Linked DNA regions of Mus musculus: all the other regions are linked to region 1. Evidence: chromatin contacts called from public Hi-C, HiChIP or PLAC-seq and promoter capture Hi-C data. All regions are on one chromosome and are shown on one strand. Each heading gives the region's core, a stretch centred on a gene start, on an enhancer-like site or on the middle of the called end of the contact. The rest is flanking DNA. Distances are from core to core; before and after follow the strand shown. Region 1 holds the start of Dph2 (DPH2 homolog). Region 2 holds the start of Ebna1bp2 (EBNA1 binding protein 2). Region 3 overlaps Armh1 (armadillo-like helical domain containing 1). Region 4 holds the start of Armh1 (armadillo-like helical domain containing 1). Region 5 holds the start of Szt2 (SZT2 subunit of KICSTOR complex).

The links. Promoter capture Hi-C pulls out the DNA fragments that hold promoters and counts their contacts. A called contact is a pair of places that touch in the nucleus more often than the background predicts. HiChIP or PLAC-seq counts read pairs in DNA pulled down with a chosen protein or histone mark.
Region 2: a contact with region 1 is called in a Hi-C map of regulatory T cells, with 12 times the contacts expected there. The contact joins the promoter of Ebna1bp2 here to the promoter of Dph2 in region 1. A contact is called at or near these places in 10 of 39 promoter capture datasets (the C10 cell line, the HPC-7 cell line, cranial neural crest and 7 more), 13 of 484 Hi-C or Micro-C datasets (B cells, CD4 T cells, CD8 T cells and 6 more), 1 of 115 datasets of contacts at active chromatin or transcription factors (large pre-B cells) and 2 of 9 other capture datasets (adipose tissue and liver).
Region 3: a contact with region 1 is called in an H3K4me3 HiChIP or PLAC-seq map of pro-B cells, with 4 times the contacts expected there. The contact joins the enhancer-like site here to the promoter of Dph2 in region 1. A contact is called at or near these places in 6 of 39 promoter capture datasets (the 3T3-L1 cell line, the C10 cell line, hippocampal neurons and 2 more), 1 of 484 Hi-C or Micro-C datasets (CD4 T cells) and 5 of 115 datasets of contacts at active chromatin or transcription factors (bone marrow-derived macrophages, embryonic forebrain, microglia and 2 more).
Region 4: a promoter capture Hi-C map of pre-B cells shows a contact between it and region 1. The contact joins the promoter of Armh1 here to the promoter of Dph2 in region 1. A contact is called at or near these places in 12 of 39 promoter capture datasets (the C10 cell line, embryonic stem cells, fetal liver and 8 more), 3 of 115 datasets of contacts at active chromatin or transcription factors (cardiomyocytes, embryonic stem cells and pro-B cells) and 2 of 9 other capture datasets (liver and pancreatic islet).
Region 5: a contact with region 1 is called in a promoter capture Hi-C map of embryonic stem cells, with 4 times the contacts expected there. The contact joins the promoter of Szt2 here to the promoter of Dph2 in region 1. A contact is called at or near these places in 10 of 39 promoter capture datasets (the C10 cell line, cranial neural crest, embryonic stem cells and 4 more), 7 of 484 Hi-C or Micro-C datasets (CD4 T cells, CD8 T cells, the G1E-ER4 cell line and 3 more), 4 of 115 datasets of contacts at active chromatin or transcription factors (bone marrow-derived macrophages, embryonic stem cells and stem cell-derived neural progenitor cells) and 4 of 9 other capture datasets (adipose tissue, embryonic stem cells, liver and 1 more).

The regions. Positions count from the first base shown.
Region 1 is chr4:117,889,834-117,895,579 of GRCm38.p6, reverse strand. It overlaps Dph2 (DPH2 homolog), which reads left to right and starts at 3,577. Exons shown (of 6, transcript NM_026344.3): 1 at 3,577-3,870; 2 at 4,153-4,265; 3 at 4,462-4,685; 4 at 4,879-5,562; 5 at 5,649-5,746. The coding sequence starts at 3,724. It overlaps Ipo13 (importin 13), which reads left to right. Exons shown (of 20, transcript NM_146152.3): 16 at 1-17; 17 at 102-160; 18 at 279-368; 19 at 655-836; 20 at 923-1,087. The coding sequence ends at 1,019.
Region 2 is chr4:118,617,565-118,623,310 of GRCm38.p6, reverse strand. Ebna1bp2 (EBNA1 binding protein 2) reads right to left here and starts at 2,512. Exons shown (of 9, transcript NM_026932.4): 1 at 2,314-2,512; 2 at 2,146-2,229; 3 at 1,778-1,950; 4 at 1,118-1,241; 5 at 1-13. The coding sequence starts at 2,379. Cfap57 (cilia and flagella associated protein 57) reads left to right here and starts at 2,526. Exons shown (of 23, transcript NM_026789.5): 1 at 2,526-2,635; 2 at 2,901-3,062. The coding sequence starts at 2,906.
Region 3 is chr4:117,215,805-117,221,550 of GRCm38.p6, reverse strand. All of the region lies in intron 7 of Armh1 (armadillo-like helical domain containing 1), which reads left to right. Among named protein-coding and RNA genes, the nearest start is that of Gm23287, 7.8 kb to the right of the region's middle. Within about 2 kb of position 2,495, at least 48 of the 459 cell types and tissues checked have an H3K27ac peak or open chromatin away from gene starts, as enhancers often do. A contact at or near this core is called in bone marrow-derived macrophages and pro-B cells, where this site is marked.
Region 4 is chr4:117,249,788-117,255,533 of GRCm38.p6, reverse strand. Armh1 (armadillo-like helical domain containing 1) reads left to right here and starts at 3,617. Exons shown (of 13, transcript NM_001145637.1): 1 at 3,617-3,781. It overlaps Tmem53 (transmembrane protein 53), which reads right to left and starts at 3,583. Exons shown (of 3, transcript NM_026837.3): 1 at 3,400-3,583. The coding sequence starts at 3,460.
Region 5 is chr4:118,406,869-118,412,614 of GRCm38.p6, reverse strand. It overlaps Szt2 (SZT2 subunit of KICSTOR complex), which reads left to right and starts at 3,352. Exons shown (of 72, transcript NM_198170.4): 1 at 3,352-3,452. The coding sequence starts at 3,426. Med8 (mediator complex subunit 8) reads right to left here and starts at 3,278. Exons shown (of 7, transcript NM_020000.3): 1 at 3,229-3,278; 2 at 1,612-1,730; 3 at 813-957; 4 at 123-263. The coding sequence starts at 3,234.

The DNA.
Region 1 (5,746 bases), core at 2,328-4,827:
AGCTGTGTTCCAGTGTGGTAAGTGGGGCCAAGTGGAAAGTCGGGCCTGGGGTTCCCCTGCATCACTAGGCCCCATCTGACTTCCCTCTCCCTCTCCCACAGCCGTGCTGGCCCTCAAGTTCCCTGAGGCACCTACTGTCAAGGCCTCCTGTGGCTTCTTTGTGAGTCCCATGCTGACCCCTGATTCCCCCCAGTACTCGGAGGGTAGGGGTGTGGTGTGCAGATCTTGACCTCGGAGAGGTGGGAAGGAGCTGGGGCTGACAGGCTTCTCACCTGCAGACTGAGCTGCTGCCTCGATGTGGGGAAATAGAGTCTGTGGGGAAAGTGGTACAGGAAGATGGCCGTATGCTGCTCATAGCAGTGCTGGAGGTGAGCTGGAGTAAGTGGTTGGGTGTGGGGAGACCTTCACTGCTGAGGCGGCTGGCATTGTGTTGTGGGGATGGGGGTTGCTGAATCTTTGGTTTCCTGAGTTCTCCGACTGTTTCTCCCACGGTTAAATGTTTGAACGTTGCTGTGAGGATCTGCAGTCTCTTAAAAGACAGTGCTCACTTACACAGCTTGGCTGTGGACGTATCCCAGAGAGCCTGTGATATGGCTAGGCCTCCTTGCTACAGAGGAGACAGGCTCTGGTGCACTGAGAACCCCTCTTCCTCAGGCCATCGGGGGCCAGGCCTCCCGTAGCCTCATGGACTGTTTTGCCGACATCCTGTTCGCCCTGAACAAACACTGCTTCAGCCTCCTGAGCATGTGGATCAAGGAGGCTCTGCAGCCACCTGGTTTTCCATCTGCCCGTCTCAGCCCTGAGCAGAAGGACACCTTTAGCCAGCAGATACTTCGGTGAGCAGAGCTGGTGTGGGCCTGAGCTGGGGTGTGGATGTGATGGTGTTGGTAGACAAAGCTGATATGCTCTCCCTTCCCTACAGTGAGCGAGTAAACAAGAGACGGGTGAAGGAGATGGTGAAGGAATTTACACTGCTCTGCCGGGGGCTACATGGCACGGACTACACAGCTGACTACTGAGGGACATGTGTGTCCCGCCTCACCCCTTCTTACCCCTTCCTGTTCCCAAAGAGTAAACCTGGACTCTTACTGCTGCCTCTGCCTCCTTTCTCTGTCCTCCATCACCTACATGGACCCAAGCCTGACGGAAGAATGGAAAGATGCTCGGACCCAGGCCTTGGTTTAGAATAGTGGGGACATAGGGAGGGTGTGGTACCAAATGCCTTTAATCCTAGCCCTTGGGAGGCAAAGGCCAGCGGACCTGTGTAAGTTCAAGGTCAGCCTGGTCTATCTACACAGTGAGTTCCACGATATCCAGCGCTGAATAATGAGAACCTGTCTCAAAAAACAAAACAAAGAATGGAGGGGACACCTAGCTCTCAGGGAGGGTGTTACCATCCAAGCTGCCTAGCCTGGAACCAAATACTGCCTGTTCTTGCTCCCAGGGTGAGAGGCTACAGTACAGCAGCATCAGCAGCCCATATATACTCCTGTTAGATTCATGCATACATTTAATCAGCAACCTAATCTGAGTACTAGGTCCCTGGTTCTAAGCCAAACAAAGGCTGGCCCCATCGTAGCTAATGTACTCAGTAGAGAATGGGTTCAGAATGGCTGTGTGGAGAAAGTTGCATTTCTGTTGAGAATATGTGCCTTCAGGATCCACCTGGGGTATGGGAAGAAATGGTGTGGAGATTAGATTTCCAGGATGGATGTGTGGTATGGTATTTTATTTTTATTTATGTTCATTTATATTGAGTACATTTCAAGGGGTCAGAGAGCTGGGCTGCAGCCAGTGTACCACCTGCACCTTGATAAGGTGTTTTAGAACACCACTTGCACGTGGTCAGGAGGGCTGTAGAAAGTAAGGTGGAGTGAGAGGAACTGGAAGGCCTTTCATCCCTTAAAGGAGGAATAAGGGTTACCTAACGTTGCCTGTGTACCCCTAGCTCTCCCTCTTAGCACCTTTAAGGCAGATCAGATCAGTCCGTCAGGACCACGGACAGCGCACGGCAGCCGGACTTCTTCCTTTATTTTCTCAGCTGTAGTTCTGTCTGCCCTGCCCTTCTGGTTACCCATCAGTAAGATCAGAAGAACGGGCTGAGTTCGCCCCACTCCCATCCATGACATCTGAATCCACTTGCTGGATGGGGTAACTGCATCCCATCCTCTGATCTTCCCCAGCTTTTGTACTGATTCTGCCTTTCATTCTTTTCCATCCAGTGTCTTCCTCAGCCAGCTAGTAGCATCAGTGTCTTCCACTTCATTATTTATCCCGCTCCTCAGTCCCAATTAAAAAAAAATGTGTATGTGTGTATGGCTGAGTTTATATCTGCGCACCACCTGAGTGTAGTTGCCTGCAGGTATTAGAAAAGGGACAAAAAAAAAAAAAAAAAAAAAAAAAAAGCTGGGCGTAGTGGCGCACGCCTTTAATCCCAGCACTTGGGAGGCAGAGACAGGCGGATTTCTGAGTTTGAGGCCAGCCTGGTCTACAAAGTGACTTCCAGGATAGCCAGGGCTATACAGAGAAACCCTGTCTCGAAAAAAAAACAAAACAAAAAAAAAGGAAAGGGACCTCCTAGAACTGGAGTTGCACATAGTTATAAGCCACCATGTGGGTGGTGGTAACTGAACCCACTGCAAGCACAGCAAGTGCTCTTAGCCACTGAAACATTTCTCCAGCCCCGTTAGTCCCATTCCCACAGTCCTGATTTCTCAGCTCTCCTGGAGGATGCAGAGATGCGCCACATGTTTTCAGTCCTTTTTCCCTACGGCATCACGTGAAGAGAGTCTTCCTCTCCCATCCCTCCTTATGATAAGAAGTCGTGTGGGAGAATGTGGGATGTAGCTCAGCCAGAGAGTCGTTGCTTTCCATGCACGAGGCCCCAGGTTCAGTCCCAAGGAGGTGGGGCGAGAGAATAAATTCGGGCTCTAAAGCCCAGTTTCTAGAACCAGCAGACATGGTTTTGTTTTTCTTATCTATATGGGATAATTCTTGCTTCTAATGATGAACTGGTGAACTTAGCAAGGGTCAGTGTTTGGTTGACAGACCGTGAGGACAACAGGTTGTGGGACAATTCTCTAGCAGGCAAAGTAAAGGACATAGAGACATTTTACGATGTCTGGCAGTAAGTACCTGCTCACAAATATTCAAACCCAAGCTGTGGGCACTGAGTTGGAAATTATGCAGTACTGGGAGATCCAGCTCGGTCACACAGCAAGACCCTGTTTCAGATTCTGGGGGCTGTGAAGATGGCTTGGTGGATTAGGGAGCTTGCAGCCAACCCTGAAGAACTGAGCTGTATAAGGACCCTTGCTCTCACTGTATGTATATACGTGCACACGCGCGCGCGTTTAAATATGATCAGCAGATAGCGCCTGCTCACACTGAATTAGTGACTTAGAAATTAGAGGGCACCGGCAGGCTGGCCTTAGGGTATCCGGGAAGAAGCTTTAGCCAGTGGAACCACAACACCCACAAGGCTTTGCGGCACTTCCGATTGGTCCTGAGTGAGAGGCTAGTGATTGGTTCTCTGTGGGAAGTCCTTGAACCCGGAAGTAATCTCCGTAGGTCCATGTGTAGTGGAGAGCCGGGAATTTGGAAGCGTACGGTTTGGATCCTAGGACCCGAGGACAGGTTGGTCCGGATCCACAAACAGAGCTGCTGTGACCTCGAGGACTTTTGAGGGTGCAGCTGCATCTCACCCCACCCAAGCTGCGCCCAATGGAGTCTACGTTCAGCAGCCCTGCGGAGGCAGCCCTGCAACGGGAGGCGGGCGTTCCAGGACAGTTCACTCCTCCTGAAGACCTGGACCGCGTGTATGAGCTGGAGCGAGTTACGAAATTTGTCTGCGATTTAGGTTGTCAGCGGGTGAGGTCTGGTTCAGAGAAGGGGGCGCGAAAAGGGGGCGCGGGGCGCGGGCTCTCCTCTGGGTATGGGTTGCGGAGATTGGGACTTTGGGTCGGGATCCGCCCGTATCGCACGGATTACCCACAACTCTGTGGGGCTGGCTGCCTCCTTAGAAGTAGGGGCTTGGGATGTTTAGTGGGTTTTTTTGTTTGTTTGTTTGTTTTTTTGTTTGTTTTTTGTTTTTTTGCAGAGGCTGTTGGTGGAGGAGTGAGGTTGTCGCTGACTTGTGGCTTGTATTTACAGGTGACTTTGCAGTTCCCTGACCAGTTACTAGGAGATGCGGGAGCGGTGGCTGCCCGGCTGGAGGAAGTCACAGGAGCTAAGATGTTCATTTTAGGGGACACAGCTTATGGCAGGTATGGGGTTTCCCAGCCCACAGTGTCTGCCTCCAGTGACCGTGTTTGCACGATGAGAAGCTCCTGATGCCAGCTTCCCTCAGTCACAGTGAATTCCTAGCTTGGTGCCATTTTCTCCACTGGCCACATTTCCCATTGATGACAACTCTTCTCTCCAGGTAGGGAACACCTCTCACCAATGCTCTCTCCCCTGCAGCTGCTGTGTGGATGTGCTGGGCGCCGAGCAGGCTGGAGCTCAAGCCCTTGTGCACTTCGGTCCTGCCTGCTTAAGCCCCCCAGCCTCGCAGCTGCCCATCACCTTTGTCCTTGGTCAGCGACCCGTTGCTTTAGAGCTCTGTGCAAAGGCCTTTGAAGCCCAGAACCCAGATCCGACAGCCCCGGTGGTACTGCTGAGTGAGCCAGCTTGTGCCCATGCCCTAGGTGAGAAATTATACCTGTGAGGGAAAGAAGGGTGGGTCCACAGCTTCATGCCTTAATTCCTCCTATTTAAGCACACTTACCTAGAGCTCTTGGCCTCAGTTGGCCTGGCTTGTCCTTTAGGGTCACATTGAGGCATCTGGGGATGAGACATCTCTTACTTTGCCAGACTTCAACTCTGATGCACCTCTTTCAGAGCCTTTGGCCATGCTCCTGCTCCCAAAGTACCAAGATCTGCTCATCTCCCGCCCAGCTCTTCCCCTGCCAGTGGGATCCCCGAGCTCACAGCCTGAGTCCCTGGAGCGTTTTGGGCGCTGCTTCCCCCTGAATCCAGGGAGACGTCTGGAAGAATATGGTGCCTTCTATGTAGGGGCTTCTCAAGCAAGCTCGGACTCCAGCCTTGATCCCGACCTGAGCAGACTGCTCTTGGGTTGGACACCAGGGCGGCCCTTCTTTTCCTGTTGTCCAGATACAGGACAGACACAAGACCAGGGTGCCAAGGCTGGGAGACTAAGAGCACGAAGACTGTATCTCATAGAGAGGGCCAGAGATGCCCGTGTGGTTGGGCTGCTGGCAGGCACATTAGGTGTGGCTCGACACCGTGAGGCACTGGCACACTTGCGGAAACTGACGGAAGCTGCTGGAAAACGTAGCTATGTGTTAGCCGTGGGGAAGCCCACACCCGCCAAGCTTGCCAACTTCCCTGAGATGGACGTCTTTGTGCTGTTAGCCTGTCCCCTGGGGGCACTAGCCCCCCAGCCTTCGGGTGGCTTCTTTCGGCCTGTATTGACGCCATGTGAATTGGAGGCTGCCTGCAACCCTGCCTGGCCCCCGCCAGGCCTGGCTCCCCACCTCACACATTATGCAGAGCTGTTGCCTGGTGAGTGGCAAGGCCGCATCTGGGTTTGAAAGTTGGGGTTGGAGTTGAAAAAACCGGGATAGCTTTCTTTTCTCCTTCTACGTCAGGTTCTCCCTTCCATGTGCCACTCCCTCCACCTGAGTCAGAGTTGTGGGATACCCCAGATGTGTCACTCATTTCTGGGGAGCTCCGACCACCACCTCCT
Region 2 (5,746 bases), core at 1,263-3,762, 730 kb before region 1:
GCTTCTGTCGAATCTAAAACGCAGAGAGTTGTTAGGCACTATTTGGAGCACACTAGAATGGAGCGCCAGTGTCTGACTAGCTCTGAACGCTGTGGAACTCATTTACTGTCCTAGATTTCCAAATTAAAACAATACGGTCCCAAAGCTGAGCCTGGCACCAAAAGTGTCCATGGGCTGAAGGAGCTTAAACACGACCCTGACTCTCTAAGGCACAAAGCTGCCTACTTATCATACAGGACCTGCTGTTTCTCCACAGATTAAGGCAAAACTGCAGCATTCTAATGGCCCACATCTGTAATAGTTCCTGCACACTCGTACCTCACCTCTTCCATCACACACACACACACACTCACACACACATTGTACTGAAAGTGCTAAGTAGTTATGTGTGTGACTGTCAGATGTAGATGGATCTGTGCTTGTCTCAGGATTGGCCTCTTGAGGTACCACCTGTAATTCTCTAGGCCAAAGACTGAGACCAAAGGAACAATTTTAAATACATCCTGGATGTGACGTCAAGGTTTTTTTCCTCCCAAAGTTAAGTGAAGATCAAATCCCCCAACTCTAAGTCACACCACATCTGAGTTATCCGTCAAGTCTTCCATTTCTAAAAAGCTAAAGGGCCAGAGAGGAAAACCCCATCTAGAAGCAACAGTAATCTCCTTGGCATTGCTGGGCCAGAACTCTAAGACTGTTGTGTCTGTCCACTCCACTCACTCTGACAGGGAAGAAATACGCAAACCCCCAACTCTAAGTCACACCACATCTGAGTTATCCGTCAAGTCTTCCATTTCTAAAAAGCTAAAGGGCCAGAGAGGAAAACCCCATCTAGAAGCAACAGTAATCTCCTTGGCATTGCTGGGCCAGAACTCTAAGACTGTTGTGTCTGTCCACTCCACTCACTCTGACAGGGAAGAAATACGCAAGCTTCTTTTCGTAGGGCCCATACTTCTCCAGACCGTCTCTCTCTAATTTGCCTAGGCGACTGGCATGGCTCTGAAGCAGAGACTGTTGAAATACTGGCTACAAACACCACACATCTTTTTTTTTTTTTGAAGACTACAGGAATGACCCAGCTGAACAAATGAAACCTTGGCTTTCCAGAAGAAAAACCTACCTTTTGCATCTGCTGATCAGACTTGGCCATTTCTGCAAAATAATCGGTGGGCCTCTTCGTAGGGACTTGGAGCTGATGGAGTCGGGGTAATACCGCAAGCACTGCTGCCTGGGCCTGCCGGTAGCTGACATTACAGGACAGGGTGTAATGAGGGGAGGGGAAGGGCGCTCATGTCTTCTTACTGCCTCTCAGAAGTTACCTAACCTCAGAGCTATCACATCCCACCAGCACTGGCAAGATAAGACAGACACACCAACTAAAACTCCACTGATTGCACATATAACTGAAATCTCACTTTATGTTTATTTACGAGGGGAAAATACTTCCAAGAGCAAGTCAGTTTAAAACAACGAGCTTATTAAATACTGCGCAGACTATGAACTGTTTCCCAATCATTACAGAAAGAGCACTCATAACATTCCCTAGGCAAAGTGTGTTCTAATGATTGGAGGCACCCACACAAGCTTCAAATGAATTATTCTGAAACATCCCTCGAGCAGGGTTCTGGTTAAACGGCGACCAAGAACCTATTCTTTCCACCAGAGGAACCCGCTAGATCCACTCGCACGCTCGTGCTAACCCCGCCCAGTGCCTCTGAGGTTGCAGACACACTAAGACCCCCTTCCTGTAACTCCATCGCAGGACCCATAACAAACATACAAACTCATTTCCCTCTGGAAGTCGTCTTCTGGATTAACGCCTTTCTTCTGGTCCTGGTTCTGAGGTGTTGGCTGAGTCTCACTGACTTCTGGCACTGGACCCAGGGTCACATCGAGCCTTTCAACCCACTCCAGATCCCGTCTGAATTCAGCCAAGCACTGTTTCAGGCCACTCTAGGTTAAGTCAGACAAGGCGCTCATGAGAACCGCGAGTTTGACTCTCAGAAACCCAAAGTCCTATGCTCAAATATCCGCACAGGATGACGACCGCAGCGCAGGGTGCATCTTTCCCACCAGAATCGGTCTCCCAAGAGGCACAGCGCTTGTGCGCATCCTGTTCCAAGGACCCCGACCCTCGCACGAGCTCACCACGTCATTCACTGCCTTCTTCGGCTTCTCTAGCACGACATTGAGACCTGGCTTCAGGAGTCCGCGGGAAAACGCATCCTGCAACTACAGACCGGGGAGCCTCAGTACCAAAGAGCTAAATAAAGTCCCCGTCCCAGCCCCTGCCCCGCTAGCTCCGCTGCGGCCTACCTCTTGATCTGAGGCCAGGCACGCATCCGACTCCGAGTCCGACTCTGAAAGCGGAGGGGTGTCCATCTCGCGGCCTTCCGCCCCGCGAGGTTCGGCTGCCACTCCACGTGCCCACAAGCAGCACCACCGCCAACAAATTCTCCACAAGCCTCTGCCTTTTCAACAGGGACTTCCGCTTCCGGGTTCATAGCCGCACTTCCGGTTTTCTCGTTGCTATAGGAACTGCTCTAGCGTTTGGGCGTGCCCGGATTGCTTCGGATCTTTAGGAAGAGCACCTACTGATCCCTACGTAGTCTAGTAACCCAGAGCCGTGAAGCAAGAGGTAAATAGTTTCTTTGGGGTCCTCCTAAGGATCTGAGGGCGGTGGGAGTGCAGGAGAGGAAGGAAAGGCTCGGAAAGAGCCCCGGGGGTGGGGTGGAAAGGAAGAGGAGCCTAGGGGCGGGGCGATGGAGGGGCGAGGCGGGGTCAGGGAGGGGCGGGCCGGGGCCATGGGCGGGGCGGGGCGGGGCAGGAAAGGGAGATGCGCTGCTCGGCTTCACTCCCACCTACTTGCCTCTTTCTTCATCTTTTGCAATACTTTTTGACAGGTACCATGTCCACCGTGGTAGCTCAGGCGCTTCATGTTTTTGGTCTTCGGCCTCACGTGACCAACAATGTCTTCTTCTTCGATGAACAGATCATTATATTTCCTTCAGGAAATCACTGTGTGAAGTACAATATAGATCAGAAATGGCAAAAATTCATTGCAGGTAAAAAAGAAAAAAAGAAACCACCTTTTCCATTCTGACACATACATTAAAGGCATGTGCTACACAAAACCGCACAATCTCAACGATTGGGAAGATTTTTTTTTGATAACTGGGTTATCCACATATTTTTATAAATGTAAACAAAATAAATGGCCATTTACACTACTTAATCATAGATTAACGTGACACAAGTAGCCAAAATGACAGGTAAAATAACACACGTTTTAAAAGTACTTTTCCACAATGACTCCAGAGAAGAGTTACTTTAAACAGTGTTTTTCTTGTATTCTCCTGCAGTTGTGTTTGTCCTCACCAGAACCTTCTTTTGAGTCTAACGGTTTTGAGAGTACATGACCTTCATTGAACCCATGTCTGATGGAGACGCTGAAATTTTTATCTTAAGTGACAAATAACCTTTTAACATTTTTTTTTTTTTTGGTTTTTCGAGACAGAGTTTCTCTGTGTAGCCCTGACTGTCCTGGAACTCACTCTGTAGACCAGGCTGGCCTCGAACTCAGAAATCTGCCTGCCTCTGCCTCCCAAGTGCTGGGATTAAAGGTGTATGCCACCACTGCCCGGATTATTTACTTATTTTAAAGAGTTATGTATACAGTTTTCTGCCTGAATGTATACCTGCAGGCCAGAAGAGGGTACCAGATCTCATTACAGATGGTTGTGAGCCACCATGTGGTTGCTGGGAATTGAACTCAGGACCTCTGGAAGAACAGCCAGTGCTCTTAACCTCTGAGCCATCTCTCCAGCCCCTGGAATATCCCTAGTTTTATGTTAATAGTTTTACCAATTTTTCAGTTACTTTTGTAAGATTTTGTTCTAAGGGGTATCTCTCTTATTTAGTTATAGACATATTTTACATATCCTGTATTCTAATAATTTGTCAGGTATATATGTTAGAAATAATTAGCTAAGCAGTGATGCCTTTAATCCCAGCACTGGAGAGACAGGGACAGATAGATCTCTTAGTTCAAGGCCAACCTGTTCTGCAGAGTTCCAGGACAGCTAGGGCTACACAGAGAAACCCTGTCACAAAAAAACAAAAGCAAAACAAAAAGTAAGAAAGAAATATTTCTTTCTGAAGCCTGTGCTTTTTTTCTTCCTTGTGGTATCTGTGAATGAACAATAATTCTTAGTTTTTGCCGGGCATGGTGGTGCACGCCTTTAATCCCAGCACTCAGGAGGCAGAGGCAGAGGCAGGCGGATTTCTGAGTTCGGAGCCAGCCTTGTCTACAAAGTGAGTTCCAGGACAGCCAGAGCTATACAGAGAAACCCTGTCTCAGAAAAAAAAAAAAAAGGAAAATAATTCTTAGTTTTAAAGAAGTAAAAGTCATCAAACACCATGTAAATATTCTGCAAGAATAAACTGTATTAACTGGGGACATGGCTAAGCAGGTAAAGCACTTTCCAGGCATGTCTGAGGACCTAAATTTGAACATGCATAAAGCCAGGCATAATAGCAACACGTCTGTAATCCCATTGCTTCTGTGGAAAAATGGAAACTCCACAGAAGCCTGTGAGCCAGCCAGCCTGGCATGCATGCACAGTAGTGAACTGCAAAAAGATCCTGCCTTGGACAAGGTAGAAGACCCACACTCCAGGATGTCTGTCCTTTCACCTCTACGGGAATGCCATGTCAAACATACACTCACACGGGGAGGGGAGGGGGAGTTGACTTTAATTTATTAGCTTTTATGTCCAGCATATTTGTTGGACTATTGCTAATTCTAACAACTCTCTGTAGATTCTTTGGGGTATCCTACACAGACAGTCACATGGACCCATAATAATGGTTTCTTTGTCTTATGTCACTATACTGGGAAGCATCTCAAGAGTTGAATAGAAGCAGTGAAAATGCTCACAGTCATCATGTTTCTAATCATAGAGAATTCTATTAATATTTCTTTATAAAGAATGGTGTTTGCTATGAACAAATGTCAGTGCCCTGTATCAGGTTAAATAAATTATTTTCCCAGTTTTTTATTCATTTTCCCTCAGTGATCAGATAATGGATTTCCTAGTATATATTTTCTGTATTTAATATAGATCTTTATATATAACTTACTAACACTAAACCAACCACCGTTTAATTCAGACAATATTTATGCATATTTTCTCTCATATTCACTAGACTCTGCTACTGCTGCTTGTTACAGTTAATACAGTTCAGCTGGAATCTTTTTTCCTTTTACATTTAGTGGTGAGACATAGTACTCAATTCTTCAAGTCTTTGTATGAAAGTGCCTTGTTTCATCTTCATTTTTAAAAGATAGTTTGACTGGGTATAAAATTTTTTGAATACAGGTTTTATTCCACTGTCTTTTGGCCTCTGCTTTGTTATAGTAGTTACAGAATTAGCAACTGAGATCATATTTATGGGTGTACACAATCTTTCCCCTGGATATTTGTAATGTCTTCTCTGACTCTATGTGTGCTGTCCCCTTCTCGTGTGTGTGTGTGTGTGTGTGTGTGTGTGTGTGTGTGTGTGTGTAGCTCTTATCTGAATTTTCCACCTCCTAGTCTTTCTCTATCACCTTCTAGCTTCAGATAATTTTTTCACTGATTGTATTTTCAGCTATAGAGAGCCTACTGTTTAGTGTATCCAGAAATTAATTGATTTATTGACTGATTAATTGATGATTGATTTTTTTTCTGTGTATGGGTGTTTTGCT
Region 3 (5,746 bases), core at 1,246-3,745, 670 kb after region 1:
CAAAAACCCAACCACCCCCCCCAAAAAAAAGAAAGAAAAGAGTTTTATTATACAGTTATCCAGGGTTTAAGTAGATTAGAAACCCCAAGACAAACTTGTTTTCAGTTTCCGCACTTTCCTGGCCCTCAGGTAGCTGCGCCTCACCCTCACCTGGCAGCATCTTCCCCTCTAGAGCCCGTGATGTTTGACTCAGATCTTAGAGGGCGTTCACATCCTCTGTGCACAGGCTGGATGTACTCCATAAAACCTGCTCAGAAGAGGAAGCTGGAGAGATGATTCAGTAGTTAAGAACATTTGCTGCTCTTCCAGGGAACCCAAGCTGGGTCCCACGTGCACCACACAACTATACCTGGTGTGGTTGCATACATAAAAGGCAAAACACTCAAGCTCATAGAATAAAAATAAGTTAAAAACAAAACCAACAACCCTTGCTGTCTTAGTTTGGGTTTCCATCGATGTGAAGAGACACCATGACCATAGCCACTCTCACTCTCACATTTCATTGGGGCTGGCTTACAGGCTCAGAAGTTCAGTGCATTATCATCATGGCAGGAAGCATGGCAGAAATATGCTGGGGAAGGAGCCAAGAGTTCTACATCTTGATCCACAGGCAGCAGAAGGAGACTGTGTTCCACATTGGGTGGAGTTTTAGCACAGGAAACCTCAAAGCCTGGCCCCACAACACCACACCGACTCCAACAAGGCCACACCTCCTCATAGTGCCACTCTATATGGCCCAAGCATTTAAACACACGAGTCTCTGGGGGGCCATTCCTATTCAAACCACCGCACTTGCCTAGAAGAGCAGAGAGCAGATAACTGAGATAGGTTCACACCTGTAATCCTAGCACTCAAGAGGTTGGGACAGGATGAACAGGATGAATGTCATAAGTTCAAAGCCAGCCTGAGCTACAAAGTAAGATTCTGTCTTCAAACAAACAAACTGGTAAGATCAGTAATTCAAGTTCATACTTAGCTACATAGTAAGCTTGAGTATAGTCTAGCTACAGGAGACTTCAGAGAGAGAGAGAGAGACAGAGAACATGTCACCATAACTCCTGGGTCATCAGCACATATGTCACATCCATAGCTTATGTTTATACTTTATCGATTTTCTTTATTGTTTAAAAATAACAATAATAACAAGCTGGGTTTGGTGGCACACAACTTTAATCCCAGCACTCAGGAGATCTCTGTGAATTCTAGAACAGCATAGTCCATGTAGCATGCTCCAAGACAACAAGGACTATAAAGATAGACCCTGTCACAAATAAGTAAGTAAATAAGTAAACAAACAAATACAATAACAATACTGATAATATATTTTTTGTTTGCATTTTGGAGACAGATTCTTGCTGCATTATCCAGGATAGCCTTGATCCCCAGCACTTAACCAACCCACTTATCTCAGCTTCTCTCAGCTGAGTCTGGCTAGACTTTAAAGTTGTGTGTGTGTGTGTGTGTGTGTGTGTGTGTGTGTGTGTGTGTGTGCACTCGCACACATGTGCATGGAGGTCAGAAAATGACATCAGAGGTCTTCCTTAGCCACTCTGTTTACATGTTAATGTCTCTAGCTGAACCTGTAACTCACCAATGTGATGAGCTGGGCTAACCAGCTTGCCCCTGGGATCTCTGTCTCTAGTTCCCTAGTGCTAAGAGTGCAACCCAGCCACAGTGCTAGCCCAGTTTACCTGGGTGCTGGGGACATGAACTCCAGTTCTCAAGCTTGCTTAACAAGTGTGTTAATGCCGGGCAGTGGTGGCCCACGCCTTTAATCCCAGCACTCGGGAGGCAGAGGCAGGTGGATTTCTGAGTTCGAGGCCAGCCTGGTGTACAGAGTGAGTTCCAGGACAGCCAGGGCTACACAGAGAAACCCTGTCAAAAAAAAACAAAACAAAACAAAACAACAACAAAAAAAAGTGTGTTAACTGCTGAGCCTCTCCTGCCTTATTTATTTATTTGGGAGGGGGTGTGCATGCCACAGGGATGGCAAGGTTGGGGGATAACTAGCAGAACTTTTCTCCTTCCACCATGCAACCCTGGGATCCTACTCAGTTGATGAGGCTTGGTTTCAAGTGTCTTTGTCCACTGAACCATCTCATCAGTCCTCCTCAGCTCTTAAAAAGCAATTCTCTGAAAGTATTTTTATCTGGGCATGATGGCATGTGTCTGTAACCGCCGACGATGGAGGCGGTAGCAGGAGGACTGCCACAAAATGAAGGCCAGTTTGATCTAACAGTGAAGGCTCCATGTCTAATAATTAATCCATCTATTTTTAGTGTTTCAGCATTGGTCTTTGAATACGGTGTAATTAAAAATGTATGAGTTAATCTATTTTTAGTGCTTCAACATTAGTATTTGAATAGAATGTAGTTAAAAGGGCAGCAGAACACTCAGGAATCAGAGAGCATGTGACTGGTCAAGTACAGCCTGCAAGGATATTCCAGTAGAAAAGAAAGAAAATTTATGCTGAAGCGTGCTTCCTCTGTGCAGCCAGCAGGTGGCAGTCTCGTCCAGAAGTGCACAGTAAACCGGTTTCCCAAGACTCTAGCAGCAAAGACATGGGTGGGCACCGTGGAAGTGACTGCATGTGTACACCAGCTTTAGATTTAGTCTGTTCGCTGTCAAGGCATGATCATCTTCATCTGTAAAATGATTTATAGACAGAGTAACAGAAAAAAAAAACTCTGTAGAATCCTACAGAGTATGAGGCTGAAGGGAGGTGCTGGTTAACTGAACTTTATGTAGAGGCATTCAGGCTTCCAGTTATGGAGGAAAAGGAAGTGGCTGCTCTTTATGGAAGGTTGCTGGGAGGAGGCACAAAAGGATTTCCGGTTACACAAAGTCCCTAGTCAAAAACCACCTGTGATGCAATCTGTCTGGGCAAGTGTCGGACCCCAACCTCTTCTGTCATGAAAAGATCTTCCCTAAGCAAAAAGGAGGGTACGTCATAGAAAAGCCTGTGCATAGCCACGAGCTGGCTAAGACAGATTTCCTTCATAATGTCAGCCCCTTTAAGAGAAGGGCGGCCTTCCAGACCTGTTCCTATCTACAAGAGGCCGTACAGTTTCTCTGATAACCAACTCTGATGCTGGGCATGGTGGCACATACCTTTATTCCCAGCACTCAGGAGGCAGAGGCAGGTGGATCTCTATGAGTTCAAGGCCAGCCTGGACTACATAGTTAGTTAGTTCTAGGCTATCTGGGACTATGTAGAAAGATCCTGTCTCAAAAAAACAAAAACAAAAACAAAAAAAACCCAAACAAACAAAAAAACAAAACAACAACAACAAAAAAAACAGTAGCAAAAAGCAATTCTAAAATGCCAAAGCCAAACACACACACACCTGGGATGGAATATTTTATTCTCCCGCACACACGGGATATCCAAGTGCTGGACCACTTATTTTGTTCCTTTGTTTTGTTTCGAGACAGGATTTCTCCATGTAGCCCTGGCTGTTCTGGAACTCACTCTGTAGACCAGGCTGACTTTGAACTCAGAGATCTGCCTGCCTCTGCCTCCCAAGGCAGAGGTCAAAGGCGTGCGCCACCACCAACTTTGGTTACTTGGCCACTTGTAAGGTCCTTTTGCCACAGGAACATTAACCCTGGTAGAAGCTTTCCTGCTCACTGGCCCCCTAACAAGGCCACTTGCCCTCAACTTCTTCATCTGTTCAGAGGGATCAGCAGGAAAGCACGAGGCATCCTGGTGCAGACAAGGGTGAGTTGTTTTGCTTTGGTTTTTTTAGACAGAGTCTTAGACAGCTTAGACTGGCCTCAAACTCTATATGAAGTAAGCAGTGGCCCTCCAGCTCCCGAGTGTTGCTCTTATAGGCACGTGCTGCCTCATCCAGCTTCAGGCTGTGGGCTTTCTGGACTTGAGATATGACTCTTTCCTCTTGAACTAAGTGTCCATGGCATCCACCTTACATCTGCTGATCACTGCCCCCTCTATCTCCTCAGCACAGGTCCTGTAGCGAGCGCATGCCCCATCCGGGTTGGCCAAGGGGTGGGGATGAGTCCGTAAAGTGCTTGCTCAGAGAGCAAATGTCTCAGCAGAGAGGCAGGGCCCTGCTTCTCTCTCTTTGGGTATAACCAGTGACAGCTGCGAACACAAAACACAGAACTGGCTGGGTGAGAAAAATCTTCATTTGTCCCAGGAGCTTCGAGCATTCTAGTTACATAACCAATGGAAGATGAAGCATTCAGTTTAAAGTGGGTTGGCAGAAGTAAATATTTATCTCCTGGAATATCTGACTACGTTGCAGAACCTGCTGCTCCCAGCCAGGAATTTATCATAAACATATCTTCTTACACTCCTTTGGAGCCTGGGCATCCACCCAGTCACTTCTCTTCACATCTCAGGCATAGACATATTTCCCAGGGTGCACTGGCATCGCTGTGGCATCCTGCTCTAGCTGGCAAAGTGACTCACAATCCAATAAAAGGAGTCAAAGCGTTCAGACCCAAACGCATCCCCATCAACCCAGCAGCAGAGCAAGTAAGAAACATTGGAGAGTCTGGGACTCTGGCCGCTGCACACAGTGGCTGCCAAGCATTCAGAGCTTCTTGTTTTGTTTGCATAAAGTTTGGGAGATGCCAGAGAGGCTCCAAATGCTCTGCGGCACCCCAGGGCTGGACCCTGTCCCTGTACAGTGTTTTCGGATCTGTGACTCCAGGTTAGAACGCTAATCAGATGGGCACGCCAAATGCAGTCTCTTGTCCCAGCACTCGGGAGGCAGAGGCAGAAGGATCTCTGAGTTCAGAGTCAGTCTGGTCTACATAACAAGCCCCAGTCCAGCCAGGGCTACATAGCCTAGGCCCCCATCCACTACAGTAGCAACAACAATACGAGCCACCTCTGAGCATCAAGAAGTGTCAGGGGCTGCATCAGAATTGACTTTGAGGGTACCCTGGAGGATCTCTATGAAGCACACAATCCAGAGACATGGCTGGCAGGACCAAGAGGACAGTGGGTGGCTGTTAGCACTGTCGTCTTGTCGTGGTTTCCATTCGTTCGTCTGAGACAGAGTCTGACTGTGTAGCCTAGATTTGTCAGGAATTAGCTATATAGAGCTATCCTCAAACTCAAAGCTCCTGCCTCTGACTTCCTCAGCCTCCCAAGTGCTTAGAGCACAAACTTGTTCCACTGTCCCGAGCTGCATAAAAAGTGTTTCTCCTTTTTGTTTGTTTGTTTGTTTGTTTGTTTTATTTTGTTTTGTTAATTCATTAAAAAAAACTTTAGTTAGATAGATAGAGGGTCTTTTTTTGTTTGTTTTTGTTTTCCGAGACAGGGTTTCTCTGTGTATCTCTGGCTGTCCTGGAACTCACTCTGTAGACCAGGCTGGCCTCAAACTCAGAAATCCGCCTGCTTCTGCCTCCTAAATGCTGGGATTAAAGGCGTGCACCACCACTGCCCGGCGATAAAGGGTCTTGATCTACCTAAAGCCTAAACCATGCTCAAATTCAAAATCCTCGTGCCCCAGCATCTGGAGTGCAGAGACTGCAGGCGTCTCCCTGTAGGAAGTATTTTGTGGAGGAAGCAGATGTTGTGGCTACCTTTCCTAGCTACTTCTGAGGATGTAGCTAAATGCTTGCCTAGAATGTAGGAGGCCCTGAGTGTTTGATCCCTAGGGATCAGATTTTTAAAAGGTAAATGTAATCTGTTCTAACCCAGCCCTTTCTTCCTCTAATCAAACCTGAAGCCCTTCAAGCTAAAGGCAGCTCTTTTCTGTGGGCCTCAGAT
Region 4 (5,746 bases), core at 2,368-4,867, 640 kb after region 1:
AGAAGAGGTATGAGAATTCAAAAATCAGTAAAATTTGTGCTTCAACAACACTGAAACTAGACCGATCACAGAGAAGTCTGCTTGGCCCCTGCACAAAGAGGACAGGAGATACATGAAGTGTTCAGTGTTGTGTTGTTTTGTTTTGCTTTTTGGTGTTTTTGAGACAGGGCTTCTCTACGTAGTCTTGGCTGTCCTGAAACTTGTTCTGTAAACCAGGCTGGCCTCTAAGTCAGAGATCCGCCTACCTCTGCCTCACAAGCACCAGGATTAAAGGTGTGCACCTCCACACCTGGCTAGGTTCAGTGGTTTTAAAATAAGTGAATGGAACACTTTGGAAGAAAGTGGCAGTCACAGCAGCCCTTGGGGTCTGCAGGTAAGAAGAGGAACAAATATTAACTGTCCCTTCCATATATCCACCTTCCTTCCTTCCTTCCTTCCTTCCTTTTCTTTTGAGACAGAGTCGTGCTCAGACTAACCTTGAAACTGCAATCCTCCTGCCTCAGCTTCCTCTATGCTATGCCTTTATACCTGGCCACCTCTTGAGTTCCTTGACTCTCCACTGTGCAGAACTCTCCGCAGTCTCTCTTAGGCTCCTGCCCTCTGCAGCTCCTCCCTCCTTGGTTCTCTTCCAGTGCCTTTCCTTTGGCACTTTCTGCTGTTGGCCAGGGACCTGCCAGCCCTTGGAAGCTCTACCCCTTCAACACAGGCCCCTCACGATGGTGGGGACCCAGCACTGCTCCCTGGTGCCAGCAATAACTTCCTGGGCGTAATGATAGGGCTACATTACTTAACCCTTGCCAGTAACAGACAAAAGGAAGGCCCGCAATAAAGCCTGAACCCCCTCAAGTCGCCTGTGTGACGGCCAAATCAGAGGATGAGATTCCTGCTGTGAGATTCTCTATGAATTCTGCAGGGTCAGTGGGGTGTGGGAAGACAGTCTGCCCAGCCTGACCCACAAAGCCCAGGGCTCCAAATTACTGCAGCCCACCGCTCCACTGGCTGCTCACCTTGCTGCCAATTCAGTGCAGAGCTTGACTCTGTGGCTTTGACTTCCTATTGGGAGGGAGGCAGTTCCCAAACCGAAATATGACTGACAGTCCTACACACTTCCTCAGTAAACACTAACCACAGAGGAAGGGCAGTCTCTGCCCCCAGCCTTCCAGGAAAGTCATTCTGTGTAGCCAGGCAAACCTGTAGAGGAGCTCTCTGCAGAGGAGAAGCCAGAGGTTTCAGAGCCCACAGTGCACCTGGGGTCAGGGTTAGGGTTAGGGTTAAGGAAACATTCCATCACCTCTGGCTTAAGTCTGGAGCATGCACCATGAGAGGGAAGCAGTGGAAACAACCGTGAGCCCTGGAGGAACTTCCTCTTGGAGGAAAGGTTTGAGGAAGCAGGAACGCTGTCCCTTCGAGAGGAAGAAGGCTCACTTTCTAGATAGTATCCACATCATTGCAAAACCATCTGCTTCTACATTCCCTCCCTCCAGAAAACCACAGCTCTCTGCATGGCATCTGAACATGAAACGCTTGAGGTGCCAATAACTAGCCCAAGGCAGGGACACAGCAAAAGCTGAACTGAGCAGAAGGGATGTGAGGCTAATGTGGCTCAATAGGAAGTGCTTTCTAACAATTTCTACAACAGGCCTGGAACGTTAGCTACTGGGAAAGATTAGAGGATATTGGCAATTTCAAGCTCGTTTGGGCTACAGAGTAAGTTCAAGGCCAGTCAAGACAACTGTCATAAAAGGAAGGCTGAGCTGGTGAGTCGGCTCAGCAGGGAGAAGCACTTACTGACAAAGCACAGGACCTGAGCTAGCGCTCCAGCCCACCCAGAAGGAAAAGAGAACCAACTGCTACCAACTGTCCTCTGACCTGTGCACATACACTACGGTGTGCATGCACACACACAAATAAATAAATATGCAATCAAAGTTAATGCGGGCTGAGTATGACACAGTGGTAAAGCACTTGCCTTAGCACGCATGAGGCCCTGCGTTCAATCCCCCAGTCCTGCCTAAATAAATAAGACTGTCTCTACCCACGTGGGGAGAGAGAGAGTCCCTACCCTCCTGGCCTTGCAGAATGGAGAACCAGCCCTTTGCAGCTGATGGTTCTGCCAAGACAGAAATAGTAACTGACTTCATCTAATGCTATTGTCAAAAATTCTTCAAAAGTCCTTTCACATCTATAAGCCCAACGATCCACCTCTAGGGAGAAACAGATAGTGGCAGTCCTTCCTTCGTGCTTTAGGAGATGAGAGGCCCCTGCCCCATCCTAGATAGATTCCAAGCAAGAAACACACAGTGGGACAGGAGGGCATAGGAAGGGAGGCCTGGGGAGACTTTTTTTGTTTTTGGTTTTGGTTTTTTGGTTTTTTGAGACAGGGTTTCTCTGTGTAGTCCTGGCTGTACTGGAACTCACTCTGTAGACCATGCTGGCCTCGAACTCAGAAAACCGCCTGCTTCTGTCTCCCAAGTGCTGGGATTAAAGGTGTGCGCCACCACCACCTGGCTCTGGGGAGGCTTTTGAAGGAAGCACCCCCTAGCTAAACTTTATGATGAGCTGGACAAGTGCGGGGCAGTGGACTGGAAACACCAAAGAGCAGCATTGGCCGACCTGTACTCCAAGCCTCCTCTGCCCCAGTTTCCAAAAGGGACAACCTTCCATTCTCTGGTCCAACAACTTACACTACTTTACAAGCTACTAATCTTAGGAGGCCTCCCACACATCTTTTTTTAATGATATGGCCTTAGGAGGGTTAAACACACACACACACACACACACACACACACGTTAAGTTTAAATGCCAACTACTAAGCTTACTTCCATCAGGATTCATGCCAAGTCCTTTACACAAATAATCTCAGTTGTGCAACCAGCAATTTTTCCTCAGCTTTGCTCCAGGAAAACTAAAATTCAAAGTTGAAAGTTTGCCGAAGGTCATCCAATTACTAAAGGGATAGGATTTCAACAGAATTCCACCCGGCCTAACCGACCATTCTGTTAACCACTGCCAGGGTGAGCTGAGAAGGGCAGGACTAGGCTTGCTGAGTCCCTTGGCTTTTCTGAGGACCAGAGGCTCCCCCAGGAATCCAAACCTCTGCAAAAATGAAGGATGGGCCTAGTCACACTTGCAAATGAGGAGCGAGAATCCAAAACAAAAGAATTAGAATGAACCTTGAAGGGCCTCCAGCTACAAAGGGAAGCAGAACCTTGAGAACCTGTTGTGGAACAGAAAGACCCTCAGTCGACTGGGGGCGGGGCACGGGGGGCGGGGCTGGGAGCGCCCCGCAAGCTCTAGCCAGCCCTGCGGGACCCCCGAAGGGGGCGGGCCGAGGGAGGGCGGGCCGCAGGGTGGGCGGGGCATCGCTGTTAGGTCACCTTCCCAATCCCCCTCCATACTCTGGCTCCAGCAGGGCTGATCCGGGATCTCGATGCTGTAATCCAGCTCGGCCGAGGCCATGGTGAAGGTGCGGGTCTTCAGCACAGGCCTCCCGCCGGAACTCCCGCAGTTTCACCTCGGCGGGGCCGGGACGCCGCCGGGCCACGCCCCTCCCCGCCCACGCCCAGCGCTGTCCAATCCCCGAGCCGCACTCTGTGACCTCCCTGCCTAGCAACCAGGGAGTCGCTTCGCGCCTCGGGCGGCACCCACTAGCCCGGCCCTAGCAACCGCGCCCCGCCCCTACTGTCTTTGGGCCCCAGCAATTGGCTGACTCTCTTGATCTTGGATCAAGTATTGGTCAGTGGGGCAGCGCTCTCGGAGCGACCGCACCCTCCTGTGAAGGTAAGAGTCGGTGGGAGAGTTGAATGAAGTATTACGGGTCTGCAGAGGGCATCTCAGAACTTTGTCTTCTGGTACTTGGTAGAAAACTTGAACTTGCACCTCTAACTACATCTACCTCCATCGCCAGCAGCAGTTCCCAGGCTGGAGGCAGAAAAAACGAACAAAACAGTGTTAGGCGGCGCGTGCCAACGGGTCCTTCTAAACCTGTGGGTTGAGACTGGTTGCCTGACTGGAAAGGGGTCTTCGGGTAATAAGACATGGCCTTTCATGTGTGAGTCCAAGTAGTTTAGACGAGTACAGGAGTACAGCTTTCTTACATTTAGTAAATATTTTCTGAGCTGGGCATAATGGCGCATGCATTTAATTCCAGCTGTGAGGAGTTGAACTCTGTGAGTTTGAGACCATCCTGATCTATCTCCAGGACAGCCAGGGCTACACAGAGACACCCTGTCCAAAATAAATAAATAAACACATACATGCATACATACATAAACAGAAAAAGAAGCTATTTGGGTGATGGGAATGAGTGGGTATGGTGTGTAGGAGACAGAAACCAGGAGGAAAGTATTGAGGGCTGATGATTAATACGGTAAATAAAACCTCAAAGATGGCACTGGATTTACAAAGAAGTTGTTAGCAACCTTTGCAAGTGCCATTCCAGTGAACAAAAGAGTCAGTGGCTTGAGAGTGAGTGGGAGGTGACAGCATAGTGGTATGTCCCTGGAATCCCAGCCAGGAGTCTAAATGCTTCAAGCCATCCTCAGCTACATAACAAGTTCCAGGCTAGCCTATGCTACATGAGACTTGTCTTAAAAGAAAGAGGGGGGATGGAACACTTGCAAGGCAAGTTATTTTGTCATTCGCTGGCAACCGCTAGGAGGTACAGGCTTTTGTTCAGATGAGAGAGATCCAGCAAAGAGATAAAAGATAAAATCACAGGGGAATTGGGTATGTGAAAGCATATGGCCCCCAACCGTGGGGACTCTCACTTTACACTGCTGAGGAGTAACTGGGGAGATGGCTGAGCTAGTGTGAGGAACCAACTTAGACCCCCAGGACACACATAAAGGCTTCGGGGGCGGGGGGGGGGGGCTGGAGAGATTACTCAGTGGTTAAGAGCACTGACTGCTCTTTTGAAGGTCCTGAATTCAAATCCCAGCAACCACATGGTGGCTCACAACCATCTGTAATGAGATCTGATGCCCTCTTCTGAGGTGTCTGAAGACAGCTACAGTGCGCTTAGATATGATAAATAAATAAATCTTTTTTTAAAAAGCTGCGGGGGGGGTGTGGGGGGGCACACAGCTTTCCCAGAACCGAGGAGGCAGAATCAGGCATATCCCAGAGACTTGCTGGCCAGTCACTTTGGCCAAATCAGCAAGATCCAGATTCAGTGGAAAATCCCTCAAAAAAAAAAAAAAAAATGACAAGTGATGGTGAGATGGCTCAGTGACTAAAGGTGCTTGCTGAGCAAGCCTGGTGACCTGCACTCCCTCTGTGAAGTCACAGAAAGGAGGGAGGACAAAGCCAACTCCACACCATTAACCTTTGACCCTCGGCGCTTGTCCTGTGCCATACATATACCCTCTCTCACAAATACATCATCCACACAGTAACAACAGTGATGCTTTTTACAGATTTATTTATTTCATGTATGTGAGTACGCTGTCACTCTCTTCAGACACACCAGAAGAGGGCACCAGATCCCATTACAGATGGTTGTGAGCCACCATGTGGTTGCTGGGAGTTGAACTCAGGACCTCTGGAAGAGCAGTCAGTGCTCTTAACTGCTGAACCATCTCTCCATCCCCATAACCATAAATAATATTTTTTTAAAAGAGTAAAAAGGTGGAGAGAGATAAAGATACCCAGTGTGGTGGGGTCTGGATGTCAAACTCTCAGCTCCTCCCAGCACCATGCCTCACTGTATACCACCATGTTCCCGCCATGCTGATAATGAACTAG
Region 5 (5,746 bases), core at 2,103-4,602, 520 kb before region 1:
TCTTCGTTGTGCTCTTCCACAGGCAGCCTAGCTGTGAGCAACCCCACACCCCTACACAGCCTTGGTAAAGTCTTGCTTATGAAGGATGAGGATGAGGTAGCAGGCCAGTGACTCAGTCCAACCTGAGCTGCATCAGCACCAATTCTGGCAGCATCTGTTGTCAGCTGCTTCTCCTGCTCTTCAACTTCAGGGTCAGGCTTGGTTCTCAAGTGGTCAGGAACGACCTCATGGCTGAAAACAGGCACTCGTCCTTCAGTTTGACGCTGTAATATAGATTGGATTCATCCTATTGTGCTATCCAAGTAGGCCAGTTCTAACCCCACTTCCCTTCCATCAGAAAACGCATTTCCAGAGACAACACAACCGGAGGTAGGGATAGCTTTCTGTGACACTCTCTTTTCACTCACTCACTCCATCAGAACTAGGGTGAGCTAAATCCCACCCTCCACTACCACACTGAAATTGTCTTTTTTTGCTGTTTTGTTTTGGTCTTTTGTGAATCTCTACCTCCACCCCTATTCTGGGGACCCAGGACTTTGTGTCTGTTCTACCACTGAGCTAAATTCTCAACCCCACATTTTAAAGACTGCAGCAAAGTCACAGGCAAGCAGGACAGACTTTTTTCTTTTTGCCTGACATAGATGTTGGAAAAGGAAGGTCGTGGACTTGGTGAGATAGGCCCTGATTTTCACTTCATTCTTTAAGGGGGACTCTCCTGACCCCAGAAGGATAAAAACAAGTCTTCCAGACGGCAGCCCTCACCTTTCATGGCCACACAGAGGATCCAGTCAACAAGATACTGTGTGTCTTACCATGAGGTCTTCGTCTCGGTCTGGGGACAGCACCAGAGGGATGATGACCTGGTTTCGGAACAGTGGCGTCTTCTCATGCTTTAAGACCTTGTTCAGAGTGTTCAACTGTCCAGAAAGCAATGCAAAGCTGTCCAGGACAGAGGGCCTGGAGGTGGCGAGAAGTCACCAGAGTTACTTCTCCCTACAAAGTAACCTCTAAAAGTCCTAATGCTGCAACACTCAGACTCACCCCGAAGACTCGCAGCCCTGTGTCTGGCATAGGCAAGAACCAGATTTGCTAGTAGAGATGGAATTGGGAAAGAGGAACACACTTTCAATTTTTGACATAGATACAGAAAAAAGGCAACCCACTGTTTGACTGGGTTTGGGAGCAGTGGAAACAGGGGCTGTGGTTACACTGTAGTAAGTCTGTAAAGCCTCCTCCCTAATGTAGTAACAGACTCTATCATTCCAGAAGGCTGGATCTCAGATCCAGCCTCATGTGTGGAAGGAGAGCCACCATAAATGGAGCTATAATGGTCTTCCACTGAGGAAATGCCTCCTCACTAAGGAAGCCAAAGCGTAAGAATTAAAACCTAGAAACAGCCTAGGTTGGGAAACTGGACATTTTTCTACTTCCTTGCCATGGAGGCTTTAAGCCAAACTAAACTTGTCAATGTTGGGCAACCTAGTTCTTTCCAAATCAAAAAGGATATTTGCAAGTTGATAAATGGGTACATCGCTGGAGATGTCCTGTCAGCCAGGGGGCTTGGCCCCACCACCCATGGATCCCTCCCCAGCTTGTCCTGGCAATCCTTACCAGGTCAGCCGGTCATACTCGTTTTCCAACTTGTAAATGAAACTCCCCAGTGAATTCTTCAGATCGGCCACTTGATTCAGCAGGGCATCTAATGATGCCTCAAGCTGCTTCTCCTCCCTCTGCATCAACAGTGTGTTTGGTTACTCAGATACAAGTGAGCGTGACACATTCAGAAAAGCTAAATTGTTTTCTATCTTGGTATTTGGGTTACAGATAGCATCAACCCTTAGACCTTTCAACCTGTTCACCTGGCCTGAAGTCCTCCTACTAACTGATTCCTCTATAACCCTCCTACACTGTGGTCCTTCAAGAAGGTCATTGCACCAGACCTAATTCTCTTTGGCTTGAAACCTCATGATTTGTCTTTGTAACAAAACTGGCTTCGAACTCACTTAGCCTTGCACCTTTTTAATTCCATGCTCTCCTCCTCCCAGCTCTCAAACACTGCCTCTCCCAGTAGACAACATTCTCTTAGATTTGCAGTAGGGTTAATAGGAACGTGCTCAGGTTTCTGCACACTCTTCTTTGTCAGTTCCTCTTCTGGAAAATAGATGTGGCCTGCCTACCTCACGACTGCTTATTGTCACTGCGCTGCTTTCCTTGGGTGGATGAGAATCCCTCGTGTCACTCTGTGGTGTTGGCATTGACACAGTTTTGTTTTGTTTTTTTCAGGAAGTTCAGTTCACCTCAGAAAGGTTTGCCATGATAACAGGGGTGCTATCTGCACACACAGCCTAAATAATTCCCGAAGTTCATTATATCATGGGTGCCTCTGGTCATCCTCTTGTGAGTGTAGCTACTGTCAACCACACAATCTGGACAATCTCACACGTTGCCTCTCTGTAAGGTTTTCTCTGAATACCAGCTCTGCAATCCCCTTCCCGGTCCCCCAACTGGCCGTTTATCCATAGCATTTGGTGCTTTGGAAAGTCAACGTGCATCTTTGTGCCAATATTCCCGTGTCTCTTTCATAATTCGGGTGACCCATAAACAGTGTAGGTTTATCAGATGCAACAAGCCAAGTGAGTAATGAAAGAGTAATGAAAGACAAAGGCGAGGAAACCTGCACATTGTTTCTGAGTGTTAGACAATTTTAAACGCTGAGGCGGCAGAGGGTTTCCGTTTGACTATCTGAGGACTATTTACCCCACTTCTCCGCCCTTAGCAACGAGGTACAAGCCGGGAAGAATGATGCAAAGCTGATTTGCAAACCTGACTATGTGACTGAGGGGGTTGGACACCGGGTTCCACCCACAGCCTCGAATTACAAACAGCTTAGTTTTCATCCTTGGAGGCCCACGATCCCTTTAGCCTTCTGAAGCCTTATGACGCCTGTGTCCAACAGCCTAGATCGAGGCGTGCGGCAGCCCACTACTTTCCCGAGCCTTCCCAAATGCCACCACGATCCTTTTCCACGCTCAATCAAGTCCGCCTTTCCTCCCCGGGCCTCCGACCTTCTCACATCAGCGGGCTCGATGCCCGCGCCTCCCGCAGCTGGCCTCGCTCTCTCTGGCTCCGCTGCCTTTCCTCTGCCCTCCGCTCACAGCCCCAACTCCCCGGTGTCCTCAGCCCAATCACCCTCCCGCCAGCGGCTATAAGGCCCAACCCGCTTCTCACCTGCATTGCCGCGGCCCGGCGGGCGCAACCACTTCCCTTTCCGGTTTCTCGCACGGCTTGCTGCGCTCACCAATCAGAAAACTCAAAACGGGACCATCCCAACAACTTCCGGTTCCTGCCCGGTACAGAACTAGCCGGGTCAGAGGTCAGGAGTGGAGCAACCTCCCTGGCCCGGGCCGGCGCGGGAGGGCTGTGTGATGGCCTCGGAGCGCCCCGAGCCAGAGGTGAGGGATGGGCGGGCGCGGGGCCGAGGCCCGAGGGCGGGCGTGTGGCAGCCTTCACCCTCCGGAGCCTCAAGGAGGCCGTTGCTGTTTTGTTTACTCAGATGCCATCCTGATCTTCGTCGCCCATCCACAGACTTGTTAGCGATAGTGATGCTGATAAAAACTCGTGTTTTGGTTATTAGTTGGGATTTTCATTGTGCCACGCCGAAGCTGACCGACTTTGCGGGGTTTTTTGTATCTCATCTATTGGAATGCAATCAATAGCATGAGTTGATTTCGCTCTAGCGTTCGTGCTCTTGGCAAAGCCCTACAACCCTCTGGCCAGTCTTAACTTAGGACAGACCCTGCTTCCTTCTTTATAAAAGTATTTGTTCTGTGATGTGGCTTGGGGATCACAAGTTAAGGCAGAAAAGGCAGACGAGGCACCCGCCCCCCCACCCCACCCCCCACCCCCTAGATGCAAAGAACCCTATATGTATGTTTTGACATTCAGACTCCAGCAGGGAATCTGGCAGTATTTATTGTCATGTACAGAGCAGACAACTGAAGTCAGAGCAGGTGAGGTGTCATGCCATGCAAAGATACCTTAGGACTACTCCTTCCAACTGAACGAGCGGATCCGAGGAGGTACCAAATTTGGCTAGCGTGTCCAGGACCCCAGAGGGATAGCCTTGTAGGAGGGAAGGTTGATGCATGTGCGTAACGATACAAATAGCAATGGCTACTTGTCGAATTCTTACTGTATGCCAGCCACAATTCTGAGCTCTTTACTGTTACCAGTTCTTTCAACCCTATAAGGCAAACACCATTATCATCCCTCTTTTCAGGAAACTGAGGTGCCACTATTAAAAGAAGCATAGTTGTGCAGCTAGTATTGGGGCTAGAACTCCCAGGTAGGTGAGCTCGCTCTACAGCTACAAGTTGTCCTCTGACCTGCACACGTGCACTCTGACACGGGTGTGATCTTATATATGTATAATGTATGAGTACACACACCCGTGTATGGGGAGGATGTGATAAACTACACACATGAAAACCCTATGAGTGAATAGGGTAGAAACAGAATACCAAGAAGAAAGGGTGATGTTTAGAGAGGCTAGGCTCCCAAAAGAGAGGAAGAAGCAAGTGCTGTTCTGCAACCAGAATTGTGCTGAGGGTTAGGGTGGATGCAGAGGGTAAAACAGAGACTCCTTAGCTGTGGGGACTAAATGAACATTGGATTATAATAGGTGTTGCAGAGGCGTAAGTGAAGTGTCACATTTAGTGGGGCATTTAACCTCCTTCCACAAATGGGTGGGATCCAGGAAGTTTAAGTTCTCTAAGTATCTAACACAGGTAGAATCCTCAGGAAATTGTCATTCTTGCTTTCCCTGTTCAGGAATGGAGAAACATGCAGAGCCAGTATTTGCCCCAAGGTGCCTTTAACACTGAAGGGCCTGCTTTTACCATAGTGGTGGGTGATGGGGCTGAGACTGGGAAAGAGAAGGCTCAGCTCGCAGTTATGCCAGAGGTTAAGGTTTATCATGCTGGCAGGCTTCGGATAGTTAGGAGGCAGAGGTATCGACGTTATTTTGTGGGAAGAAAGCACATGGTTTAGAAAAAGCTCAAGAGAATAATTTGGTCTTTAGTCTTAAAGAAGCAGGAAGAAACTCTGGTGGGTGGGTGGGAGTGGCAACACAGTGCCTGGCATCACTATCCAGCTTGGCATCGGTGTATGTGGGCCTCAGCGACGATCGTAATCAGTGATAGCCTTCCGACACCATTGTACTCCCCTCCCCCCTTTAATGTCAGTATCCCTGCAAAGATCTCCTTATCTTGCTATTACAATAAAGCCTAGATGACAGTTGGGTAACCTGCAAGATCACATACTTAGCATGTACTAGAACACATCAGAATCCAGGTCTCTTGACTCCAAGAGCCTGGCTTTGTCTTGTTTATCAGACTGCTTCAAAAGGCAGGCACATCAGACTCAAGGGAAGTCAGGATTGAAGCTCCATGTGGAGGTGAATGCTATGAAACACAACTGAATTAAAAAATGTCTCAATCAGTCATACGGAAAAATCCCCAGGGGAGCTAGTTAAAATGGAGATTCTTGAGCTCTGTCAGCTCTGAATTCAGTTGGTCTCTGATTGTACCCAGGAATCAAATAATGCATTTTAATAAACGGCTCAGGTGATTCTGATGCAGCTGGCGCTCAGATCCCACTTTGCAAAACATTCTACCTGCTTAAATTATATTAAGCCAGCCTTCTGGTTCTGGTGAAGTACATCTGAAATGTAAAAAAGCTTAGGAGG